3 separate regions of the Sus scrofa genome follow, and all the other regions are linked to region 2. Evidence: chromatin contacts called from public Hi-C data. All regions are on one chromosome and are shown on one strand. Each heading gives the region's core, a stretch centred on a gene start, on an enhancer-like site or on the middle of the called end of the contact. The rest is flanking DNA. Distances are from core to core; before and after follow the strand shown. Region 1 has its middle 1.1 Mb from the start of KCNMA1. Region 2 overlaps LRMDA (a long non-coding RNA gene). Region 3 has its middle 1.0 Mb from the start of KCNMA1.

What was found. A called contact is a pair of places that touch in the nucleus more often than the background predicts.
Region 1: a Hi-C map of skeletal muscle shows a contact between it and region 2, with 6 times the contacts expected there. The contact joins two enhancer-like sites. A contact is called at or near these places in 1 of 47 Hi-C or Micro-C datasets (skeletal muscle) and 1 of 2 datasets of contacts at active chromatin or transcription factors (skeletal muscle).
Region 3: a Hi-C map of skeletal muscle shows a contact between it and region 2, with 4 times the contacts expected there. The contact joins two enhancer-like sites. A contact is called at or near these places in 1 of 47 Hi-C or Micro-C datasets (skeletal muscle) and 1 of 2 datasets of contacts at active chromatin or transcription factors (skeletal muscle).

The regions. Positions count from the first base shown.
Region 1 is chr14:79,051,841-79,055,495 of Sscrofa11.1, reverse strand. No RefSeq gene overlaps it. Among named protein-coding and RNA genes, the nearest start is that of KCNMA1, 1.1 Mb to the left of the region's middle. Within about 2 kb of position 2,270, at least 7 of the 83 cell types and tissues checked have an H3K27ac peak or open chromatin away from gene starts, as enhancers often do. A contact at or near this core is called in skeletal muscle, where this site is marked.
Region 2 is chr14:78,603,309-78,607,306 of Sscrofa11.1, reverse strand. The region is part of intron 5 of LRMDA (a long non-coding RNA gene); the gene reads right to left. Among named protein-coding and RNA genes, the nearest start is that of LRMDA, 650 kb to the right of the region's middle. Within about 2 kb of position 2,611, at least 4 of the 83 cell types and tissues checked have an H3K27ac peak or open chromatin away from gene starts, as enhancers often do. A contact at or near this core is called in skeletal muscle, where this site is marked.
Region 3 is chr14:79,069,237-79,073,110 of Sscrofa11.1, reverse strand. No RefSeq gene overlaps it. Among named protein-coding and RNA genes, the nearest start is that of KCNMA1, 1.0 Mb to the left of the region's middle. Within about 2 kb of position 1,635, at least 5 of the 83 cell types and tissues checked have an H3K27ac peak or open chromatin away from gene starts, as enhancers often do. A contact at or near this core is called in skeletal muscle, where this site is marked.

The DNA.
Region 1 (3,655 bases), core at 1,021-3,520, 450 kb before region 2:
CTTTCCACACTGCTTCCTTGTCTTAGGCAGAAAACCTTGTAACACATCACTGAATGGCAGCACCCTTCACTTATATCAAAGATGATTTCATTTTGAGGAGAAAATACTTCTCAACATCACTTTAATGCTGAACATCAGCAAATCTTCTAGTTGGCATAAACTGTCTTATCTTTTCCCTTTTCACTATCCCCTCAGCCCCTATGCATCTGTCTCCTAAGGGTCCACGCTTCATTTCTGCTTCAGGCTCTGCCTCATGCTCTTCCTGGGTAGAATTCCATGCATGACAACCTCCATCACCTCATTTTAGCCACTCGCCCCTAGAGACATTCCATACTTAGAATTTTCTCTTCTTTCTTAGGAAAACTCCCTTATCCTAAGTTGCCACATTCCATGTGACTTTAGAAAAACTAGCATAGGCTAATATGTTAATGTGTACAAATAACATTACCTGCCCCACCCACAAAGTGATAACTTAACATTGGGGATTATAATTACCCAGAGGAGAATCTATAAATGTTGAAAAATTTCAGGCAAATTTGCAGGAAGTTCATCATTTCAGACAGGTGATTGTCTTTTAATGTCTTTCAATTCCATTAAGTGTTTGCTGATGCACTAGAAGTAGCATACAATACTCCATCAAAGGCTGAAAGTCTATTGGTCATGCAAACAAGTAACCAACATGTTTTGTGCTCCTCTGGTCTCATTTTCCTTTTTAGGTCTTAGTCATGGTAGTTTACAACATGGTATTTAGACAAGTGAGAGGGACTCAAATCAAGTCATGCTAACAGCCTTCTCTGGTGAAGGCTTCTTCTTGGAAAGAGAATTGGGAAAAGCAGATGGTAAATGTCACATTGGATCAGCTGTGCTGTGTGGACAACACAGAAGGGTCTCAGTGGGCCCTGTGTTGTCCACCCTGGGCATGAGGCAGTGACACACATCTGACTAAGGCTGCTCCTGTGAGGAACAACCACCAAAACACTGTTATTGTTTGATGAAAAGAGCCCTGCGGATTGTTTTTGATCTGCATATTAACAAAGATGAGAGAGACAGCCAGGTTATTTCTTAGAAGCAGCAAGAAAGACATATTACCTTGAAAATGTGCAAGCTACATCTCTGCTGGAAAATACACAGAGACAAAACAAAACCCCCCAAAACAAGCAAAATATCCTTTCATCCAGAATCCGTGGCTTGCTTTTCTTTTATTCCTCAGTCTATGAGAATATGCGAAAATGCACAACATTCAGACGTGCAGCCTGATCAAGTGATCATCTCTTATAATGTTCCTCTATTTAAGGCAACAAGCAGATGGAGGGTTTACGAGCAAGGCTGGTAAAAGTAAAAGCAAATGATTGTAATAGTTGTACTTTTAATAGGATTCCTCACAATCTAAAACATTATTCCCCAAGGAACAAATTGTTCTATAAAATTGCATTACTTAGGGAAGAGACAGTCTGCCCTGACTTTGCTGAGGCAACAGAAGACTCAAGGAAGCCTTCTGGCGCAGGGGGCTCTCAAGTCAGTTGGGTGTCCTGGGAGGGAGGACACTGGGATGTCCAGCACCATGATTCCCAAAGAAAAAACTCAGTGGCATATGGTGAAAAGTAGAAAAGACCAAGGGGTGAAAGGGAATGTGATATATGTCTGAGCTGGGCTTGAATTTATTGCCTTCTAATGTTCTTTGAAAAACACAGTTTGGGAAATTCCTAGGGATTTTGCATGCAACATCACTTCTCCCTCTGCCAATCCAGACCAAAGTCTAGCTTGGAGCTCAGCATATCGTGCTTAACAAAGAGTGGAACTGTAAACAACCCAACACTAATTCATTATCATTATCCCTCTTTAAGAGAAACACAACTCACTATAATTCTATCATGAAGATGAATACACTGTAGTGAGGGCCTTTACGTAAATTATAATTAAAGCTAATCTCAATTAAAGTTATTACACCATTTGGGGAGAAAATAAACAACCCAAAGGGAGGGGAAACAGTGTGGTCAATAACTCACTCCAAAAATATATTCTTTTTTTTCTGCCTCCAAAGCTTGCATTGAGGGAGGCATTCTTGCGCATGATACAAATGGTTCTGACATTAAGAAAAGTAAACAAGTAAGAAAAATAAAGATGGAAAAATTCTGTGGTCAGTTCACAAGTGCTTTTTTATTGTTGGAGGCAGGGTTAAAGCCTTTTATGAAGACAAGGATATATGGGCCGCTAGATTGGATGTGACACTGGACTAGTCTAGCTGCCCTTGCACAGAACTCAGGCTGCCTGTAAGATGCCAGGAACAAAACATGGGCTGGTGCTTCCAAACACAGAGCCAGGGTGGGACTGCATACAACTCAGTGAAAGCATCGTCCCAATGCTGTTTTGTAGACCAAATTAGAGGGAAGGTACTAGACTCTGGTTATTAATGGGTTTGAGAGATAAAGCCAAACATGCCATATTCTCTACTTATTAATGGTCTTAAGGATTTCCATCTCAATTTGTCTCAATAACTGATTACCAGAGGTTGTGTAATCTACAGGAGGGGCTCCTGCCAGCCCCAAAGCAAGTCATTCAAGGACTGTGTTGACTCAGCAGGCCTAAGGCCATATATATTGGAATGGAGAGAGCAGGTTCTTCTTGGGTGTCTCAGGGGTTCCAAGTCCTTAAAGATGTTTTTACCCTAGCAACTCTCTGGTCATTTGGTGTCTGTAACTGGGAAGGATCTTCTTTCACATTTTGCTGTCCTCAAACTAACCTGATACTGGGAAACCTGAGACAATGAACACCTAGTCTAAAGGAAAGCAAAAATAAATGGTAGTGTGTCAAGAGCAACTAGACTTTCCAACATCCTCTAATGGTGTACTGGAACATTAAATGGAATTACAGCCACCCAACCAGTATGATCACATTTATTTTCCTTGAAACATGAGGGCTAGAATACAGCCAAAGGTGCAAAAACACCACCTCACAAGCTGTGGATTTCATTTCTGAGAGGTCCTGAGAAATATAGCAAACTCAAAGGGTTCATGCTTTTTATGAAAGACCATTTGATCTGGGGGGTGTTTTCTACAGTCTTCACTTTCCTTTTTCACTTCCTAACCTATCACTTTATCTTTTATCACCTCACTACCTTTAAATACCACCCAAAGGATCAGGCCAGCTCCAAACACAAACATAGCCATAGACATAGCTGGAGGGTGTGTGGTTAAAAATACATAAATAACTCAGAGTCCTTGGTACAACCAGAACCTGGTGTTGGAAAGATGCCTGCCACTGCATAGTATTCAGGGCAAGAAGTGGATTTGGAAATGAACAAGACATGATAAAGTCCAGGGTTTTATAGTCAGGGATTTAGGAAAAGAAATTTACTCCAATACACGAACTATAAGAACATGAAGCTCACTGTCATCATATGACCTGGATAAGAACTGACCTCTTCTGTTCTCTGAAAAACAGCAACTGAAATGCATTGCCTGGGATCAAGATGCTAAAGGGTGATGGAGGTGGGGCAGAAGGGGGCTATGCAAAATACAAGAGGTTAAGGTTTAAGGGAAAAAAGGATGAGGAGCCTTCCTCTAAATTTGCTCTGACTATTTCACTAACGATAAACCCGCAGCATAATGGTATCAGAAGGATTTCTACTCAATAGGCAAGCTAAAGACACAGTCTC
Region 2 (3,998 bases), core at 1,362-3,861:
GCAACGTTGGATCCTTAACTCACTGAGAGAGGCCAGGGATCGAGCCCACATCCTCATGGACACTAGTTGAGTTTGTTCCTGCTGAGTTATGACAGAACTCCCCATGCCCTGCTATTTACCAGCTATAGGATCATAGGTGAGTCAATGAAATTCAGAGAGGCTGGGTGATTTCACCCCTAAGAGGAGGGAGCTAAAAACTACTTCATGAGCAATAGCCAGTAATTACGGTACACGTTCTCCGTGCCAGGAAACATCACTGCACCCATTACCTCTCACTGGTCCTACTATAGTCCTGTCTAAAGAATGGCAAGGAAAGGACCTTTTTCACTTCTGGTCTTGGCCTCTCACTGGATGACTTCTAGAGACTAGAAACTTAATACAGTTTTGGTGCCTACTGAATTAATCACAGGTACAGAAGAATCAACATTTCTGACTAATGAGGACAATGAAGAAGACTTCTGTCTAGAATGTCGAAGACTGAGAAAGGACTGCATCAGAATCAACAGAATCACAATGAGGATAAATAAAAACATTTGTTCATTTTATCCTGGAATATGGGAAGGAGGATGAGAATCTTGAAACTTGAGTGGGGAAGGAGATTTTAAGATGACAGGAGAATTATTTTATTGATTTTGTAAACTCACTGCCCCCTGAGTTGGTACAGGCAGAAAAGACTAATAGAGTCCCAAAAAGGATTGTGTAAACTCACTAAAAACAGACCCATAAGGAATTAATTGGCTGTTAACAAAATAAACACTTAGGAAATAAACTGGGTACCCACCAGACTTCCCTTCAGAGGGCCTGCATTCCCTCCTTCCTGGCTTCTTATTCAGACACTGTCAGGTCCTAATTCATATTCCATCCCTTTGGGGACTTTCTGCTGGCTGGAAACCAATTACATCCCACCTCCAAAGTCTGAAGATACCATCGCTCCCAAGAGCAGACTAATTTTAACAGAACACACTCAGACAGAAATGAATCCACCCTGAATCAGAGGAACAAAGCTTTGTTGTGCAGAGGAAGGTACTTCAAGGAAGGGAACCTCTCCTCCCTCTGGTCACCCAGTCACCTCCTATTGCAGAGAGAGAGAAAGAGGCTCTGGAAGGAGCAGAAGAGAATGTTCTCTCTGCTGCAGCCCTGTCACTTTTTTCTCTGAGATTACAGCAGTGATGGATCAGTCTCTTTTCCAGCAGGCTTTGATGCCACACTGGGCAGCTCTGATGGTTAAAGAGTTCTTTCCACACCTTCAAACACTGAGCAAATCAAAGTCTGTTTCCTTGAGCGCTGGTATGATGGTTACTGGTTGATGGTCTCTCTCCTTTTTGGGGTCTGAGCCCCTGTATCTTGGGCTCACTGGTCCTGTTTCTGACCTCTGGTGTGGAATGGAAGACCCTGATGGCCTCTTCCCCTTGAAGCCCCTTCAGAAACTGAACCCAGTGCTCCTGGAATCCCTCTAAGTTCTTTCATTTCCAGGCTGAAAGTCTCCAGCTCTTCCTACAGTAGTTTGATGATCTAGATTTGAGAGTCCCCACGCATTTCCCTAAAGGGATGCAATATGACTGATTTTTAGTGGTAGATAGAATTTTTACCTCCCTTGGGACAATCACCAGGATAGGGTGTGAGATGCAAATGCTTATCCTACACAGAAGTAATATAAAAAACATGAGGGCAATACAATCAGTGTTAGAGCCTCTAGGAACCCTGAAGATAACCCAGTCCTCATCTTACTCTGTGGAGGGTTTGAAGGCCACAGAGCAAGTAAGTGGAAAAAATCCAGTTACACATCCCACCCTTCACATTCCTAGGGTACAGCAAAGGGTTCTGCTCTACACTGCTTGCTTGGATGAAGATAACAGGAGTGAACCCATCAGGTACTAGCGATCACATGAGCATCCTTCTGTAATTCCTCCACCTGACGCTGGGGTGCACTGGCACATCACCCACCCCACCCCCCAGGCAGATCTGAATGCCCGCCAAGGCTGTGGATGATTTACGGGGCCTAGGAGATGATTTTCCAAGAAAACACTCCATATAATTGGCCTTTGGTATATCTTTTCCGTGGTGATTTATGTGTCTAGGACAAGCCAGAGAACATCTCTCCCCACCTCTGCAAAGCCTCCAGTCCCTGGCCTTCAGAGTTCAGCAAGTTTCTGGCCAGAGAATGTTCTTCCTCTCCGCCCACTCAGCCTTTTTTTCTGTGGTTTGCAATCTCATTTGCTAAATATACTAAGATGCCCTGTACACAGCAGTTTCAATGTGTGCCTGACTTCCTTTGGCTGGGAGCATCACTCATAAATCTCTGGGCTGGCAGCTGCCATCCATTTATATCCATGACCAACCAGACTAAAAGTTCAAGTTCTTCCATAGTGATGCCTTTCTCATTCAAGCCCCTCCATGAGAGAAGAGCCCCAAGGCCCTCACTTCACCACCTGAGGACATAGCAGAGTGGTAGGCACACGGAAGGCACTCACGGATACTCACAGAATGGAATAGAATGGTTAAAAATATTTAAGGAGTAACTTTAAACTTGGGCACTTACTTATGAGTGTTGAGTGACTATGGCAGGCTGAAGCTAAATGACCCTGATGCAAACCCAGATGATGAGTAAGATGAAGCACATCCTGAGTGGAGGAAGCCAGGGTTTGTTGAACAAACAAGCAGTAAGAAGTTTCCCAGCCTTGCAAAGAGCTTTCAGACTTTTACTGCTTTCTACCAGCCCCCCTAACATAGTGTCTGCCAAGCAACCCCTGGAGGATTTTCTGAAAGGTGAGGATCTCTAGAAAAGGAAAGGTAGAAAGTATGGGTTGGCAAGGGCAGGATGCTTTTACAAAGGTTTGGAAGGACCTTTGTGGGTTAAACTTACCCCGCTGAACAGCCCCACCAGCAGTGAAGTGTTCTGAACTCAGGCAGGCCTTGGCCTCCCTGAGATAATTAGGTGGGGGTGGGGGCTAGAAGAAAACTGGAATAAGCACTTACTGGTTCCAGGAGGGAAGTTCAGCTTAATACAGGTCAAGGGCAGTCTTTGAAAAGACTAAAAAGTGGGGGGTGGGAAGGATGGAGAAGGAGGAGGTGTAAGGGGTCGACAGAATCAGTTATTGCCCCCCCCAACACCCAGGTATGAAGAGCAGCTGGGGGCAGATGTTTGTGTTTCCTCAAACATTGCTTCATCTGAAGACAAGCTCTTTTGTGGTGAAATCCTAGCAGAATAGGGGAGAGAGCCAGGATCCTAAGAAAGATGGCAGATGTTTAGGTTATATACAAATGTACACCAGGAGCTGAGTCTCACCTGCAGATCAGAGGGACTCTCCCTGCAGGACTGTCCCACCTTGGCCATCCCCAGAAAGCACATCAATAAAATGGTGGTAATGGGACCAGGATGGAGAGCTGGTCTCCAAGGAGACAGGGTAGGGGTGGAGCAAAGAGAAAGGAAATTGTCACAACCTCTGTGGGGTGGGAGTCACAGGGCAATAAAGTGGACCCTGCCTGCATCCATCCACCCCCATCCCAATAAGACTAGTCTTCAGGAGAGCAAGCATGGGGCGAGCAGACTTGTTCTTGGCTAGCAAAAGAGGCTCTCTCCTCCCAGCTGCTCCAGGGGACTGTGGAAAATACAGTGCAAGATTGCATTACCAATTTCTGTTGGCCTAACACAATGAAAACCCATATCTAATTTGCTGTCCACTATCCCCCAGGTCCCCTTCAGCATTTACTGCTTTCCAAATATCTTCTTCCCATTGAATATCTGTGTTTCAGATTATTTGTCCCCAGATGTATTAGGATGCATTTACTGCAGCTGAATCTCATTTAGTGATTTCCTGTCCATATGCCTGACAGCTCCAGGTCCCTTTATGTCACGTCTCTGTCATTGGTGGAGCTTGTAATACCTCTACATTTAGGGCAATATACAGATTTAATTAGCATATACTTTATAACCTTTTCTAAGTTATTAACAAGGATGCAGAACGCAAGTGACACAACAATCCCGGTGGCACTGCATG
Region 3 (3,874 bases), core at 386-2,885, 470 kb before region 2:
CCCATGATCCTAGTAGGGAGAGTTCCATAGTGGAAATAACTTGTGTTAGAGGCAGCTTATGCCAACATCTAAAACTAAAATTTAGTAAATGTAATTGTGAAGTTGTAGATCTAATTCTAAAGGAAAAACCTTCACAGATATAGAATCACTTATATATCATCACACACATATACAGAAGGACCTGCACTTTTATGTTAACAAGTTCAGGGTTTTCCAGTATCTCTTTGACTATAAATGTCAGTGGGAACTTTGAACATGGAGGGAGATAAGAGTCCTGTTCAATTCCACTCTGGTAGAACCACTCCTAGAATTTTTGAGGTCAGATTGGATGCAACACTTTGAGAAGGACACATGAAAAAAAAAAGCTGAGTAGGCTAAGAGGCAAAGGAGGACAGTGAAGGGAAGGGACCCTGGGCATGGGAAGTGGCATCTTCAAATATCCGAGTGGTGGTCATCACGTACAAGAGGAAGCAAGCTACACAGCCGTAAGACAGGACCAAATGGTAAATACAAGGAAGAGTTTTCTAATAATTAGATCTATTAGAAATAGAATATTCTCCAGAGAGTGACTTTTTTTTTTAGTTATCAAAGTATAAACAAAATTCATGCATGAGGTAAGAGTCAAATGGGGTGAGATGCTATAGAAGCATTCATGTCCAATGTGATGTGATTCTAGAAATTCCTAGAAATACAAAACTTATCCAGCACAGCCTTGACTTGTTATAACCATCTCCTTCTGAATGTGGATTCTATTCTCCTTTTTCCTGGCTGGTTCACTCACGGGGGCTAACCTGGGACGTTTCACTTGAGCTTTTGATAAATGTTTACTGAATAACTGAATAATAGATAGACACTCAAATCTTTTTTGATAACAGTGATGATGCATTCAATAAAATTTGTCTAGTGGACTAATAAACAAAGAAGGATGTTAAGTATTAGTGGAATTTTCCCCCTCATACTGTTTATTAAAACAGCAATTCTTCCTGAATTGGTAATATTTCTCTTTAACCTTATTTACATAAGAGTTGAACGCAATATGTTGAACAGCCTTGAGGCATCTCCCAGTGTGAAAAAGAGCAAGATAATTTATATTTTACAAAGGATGCTCACATCCATTATTTCTTTAAAATCCTCAAAATAACTTTATGGGGTTGACATTTTTCAAATAAGGGAACAAAACCCAGAGGTAGGAAGGGACTTGCTCAAGGGCACAAAGCTAGTAAGTAGCAGGCCCTGAACCAAGGACAAGATCCATTAGTTCCAAGATGCATGCTCTTTCCACTGTAGATCAAATGCCTCTGACAAAGGTCCTATATAAAAAGAAGAAAGGTTGTAGGATTCCATGTGGTTAAATTGGTCAGACTCACCTTCCCCTTATTTTCCCCATGTGACTATCTTCCAAGCTTCCTGCATTCCGTGAAGCCAACTGTTCACAGGATATGGCTCTGGTTTGCCTGAATGATGAGCTGATGATGATGCTATGTGAATATGACCACGACATAACTTGTCTTTATAAATATCCATTCCTTGCAGGCTTGCGAAACTACTCACTTGAAATCTGAGTCTGTTTGGCAGGGAGACAGGGTCAGGGCAGCTGGAAGTTGGCATAGTTACTCTAGGCTAGTCCATCACAAGCCACCTCACTTAAAGGAGGAATGGAAGCTGGTGTGGTGGTTTACCACCAGGACTACTGGCAGCTCCCACCTTGTGACCTGGGATTGCAAGGTGATCTGTGAAGAGAGGCTCTGAAATATCATCAGACATGCTGCGAGGGTATGCTTGCTGCTGCTTAAGTGCTTTGGAGAGGGACATCTATTAAATAAGTTCAGTATTTTCCTTTCCTCTTCAATCAGATCATCTCTCATGTCTTTCTTTTTCTCCCTTCTTGAGACAACATCCAAAAAATAACATGTTCTCATAATAATAAGATGATGTTTTGTCAGATTAATCCATTCAATAAGCATGAGCTCTTATGATGTGCCTGATGGTGGGCTAAGTTATGGAAATACGGAACTGAAAAATGTTGTTTATGTGATGAATGAGTTACAGTCTAGTGGGAAAGACAGTAGTTAGATAAACAAGTAAAATAAAAGGTTAAAAGTACTATTACTGAGGGTTTCCCTCTATGGCACAGTGGGTTAAGAATCCAGTTGCAGTGGCTTGGGTTGTTGCAGAGGTACAGTTCAATCCCTGGCCCAGCAGAGTGGGTTAAAGGATCTGGTGTTCTGCAGCTGCAGCTCAGATTCAGTCCCTGCCCTGGAAACTCCCATATGCCATGGATGTAACCATAACAAAATAAACAGGTACAATTATTGAGGTATCTGCAAGATTCTATAATTAACAGTCCTTAAAAATTATCAGAATAAGTGCAATACACATAATAATATATGGATAATAAAAAAATTCTCAAGCTTAATGAGAGTGGACTTATAAAGGATTCATCACATATAAGGTAATCATGAAACAAGATCATCATTTAGCTGTATCCTGAAGAATTTTATTTTTTTCACTAATTGTCTTAGTTTGAATAAAGTTTCCTAACAGAAGCAAAGAGTGATCATTTTTGGAAGAAAGCTTCCCTTTTAAAAGACCTTTATTATTGTTTAAACGATTTGGATTGTGTAACTATAGTTCACTATAGAACAATGTAATGCCATTTTTAAAATGTGTTTCATTTTTCTTGGAGTTTATAGTTGCCTTTATTTTCAAGTTTTTTGTCCCTACCTGCTTTTAGGCCTCTTAAACCCACTTTTCCTTGGATAATTCTCTTGAGTTAAATACATTGGTTCTTTGTAGCCCCCTCATAATATTTCCACGATAGATCATTACCCAGAACATGGTCACATGGCCAACTGAATGCAAAAATAAAAGTCAATTTATCATTAATTGACATATAACCTCAAGTAGTTTTCTCCATCATCTTAGATTAAGTGCAGCTGCATATAAGAGAATATTTAAAAATTAATGCAGCTTGAGTAAAATGAAATTTTATTTCTCTGTTACAAAGAGAAGTTTGGAGGTAAGCACTACAGAACTGGTATGGTGGGTTCATACTATCATCAGGAATATAATTTCCCATCTGTTTTCTTTTTTTTTTTTTCTTCATTATCCTCCAACTGTGGCTTTCATTCTCAAGGAAGCCAAAATGAATGTTAGCTTCAGTGACCATGCCTACAAATTAGGAGGAAGAGTAAGAGGGGAATGATCCCTCTTCTTAAGCAGTTTTCTCCATGAAGACCTCAACAACAGAGCCACTACTAATCACTGGCCAGAAATTGATCAGACAGCTGTCCATAGCAGCAAAGGAGGCAGATGAAGGAACTCTTTTTTTTTTTTTTTTTTTTTTTTTTAGCTTAATTGGATTATGTCTAAGAACTGTTTTCTGTTGCTGAGCTAGAAAAAAATAAAAAGACTAGATCATGGTAAGCAACAGAGTTCTATATCTTTCATGTCTGAAAATCTCTTTACTTTGATCTCACCTTTGTTTAATATTTTGGCAGAGTATAGAATTCCAAGTTTAAAATCATTTTCACCACAACTTTAAAAGCTTTTTTCTACCAAAATCTAGCATTCACTAGTATGACAACAGGATAATACTACAGAGGTGTTATATTTGTCTGATTTATTTATTTTTAGTACCTGAAAGCATTTAGTTCTTTATCCTTAATATTATGAGATTTCACAATGACTTTTCCATTTATTTTAATTTATCATATCCTTTAGCTCTTCAAAATTGTGTTCCGTTAATTATTTGAATTTTTTTATTCATTTCCTGTATCTTTTCTTTCTATAACTCTTATTAGTCGACTATTAAACCTCTTGGGTTGGTCCTTTGTCAGTTATATTTTCTGTCATATTTTGGTCTCTATTACTT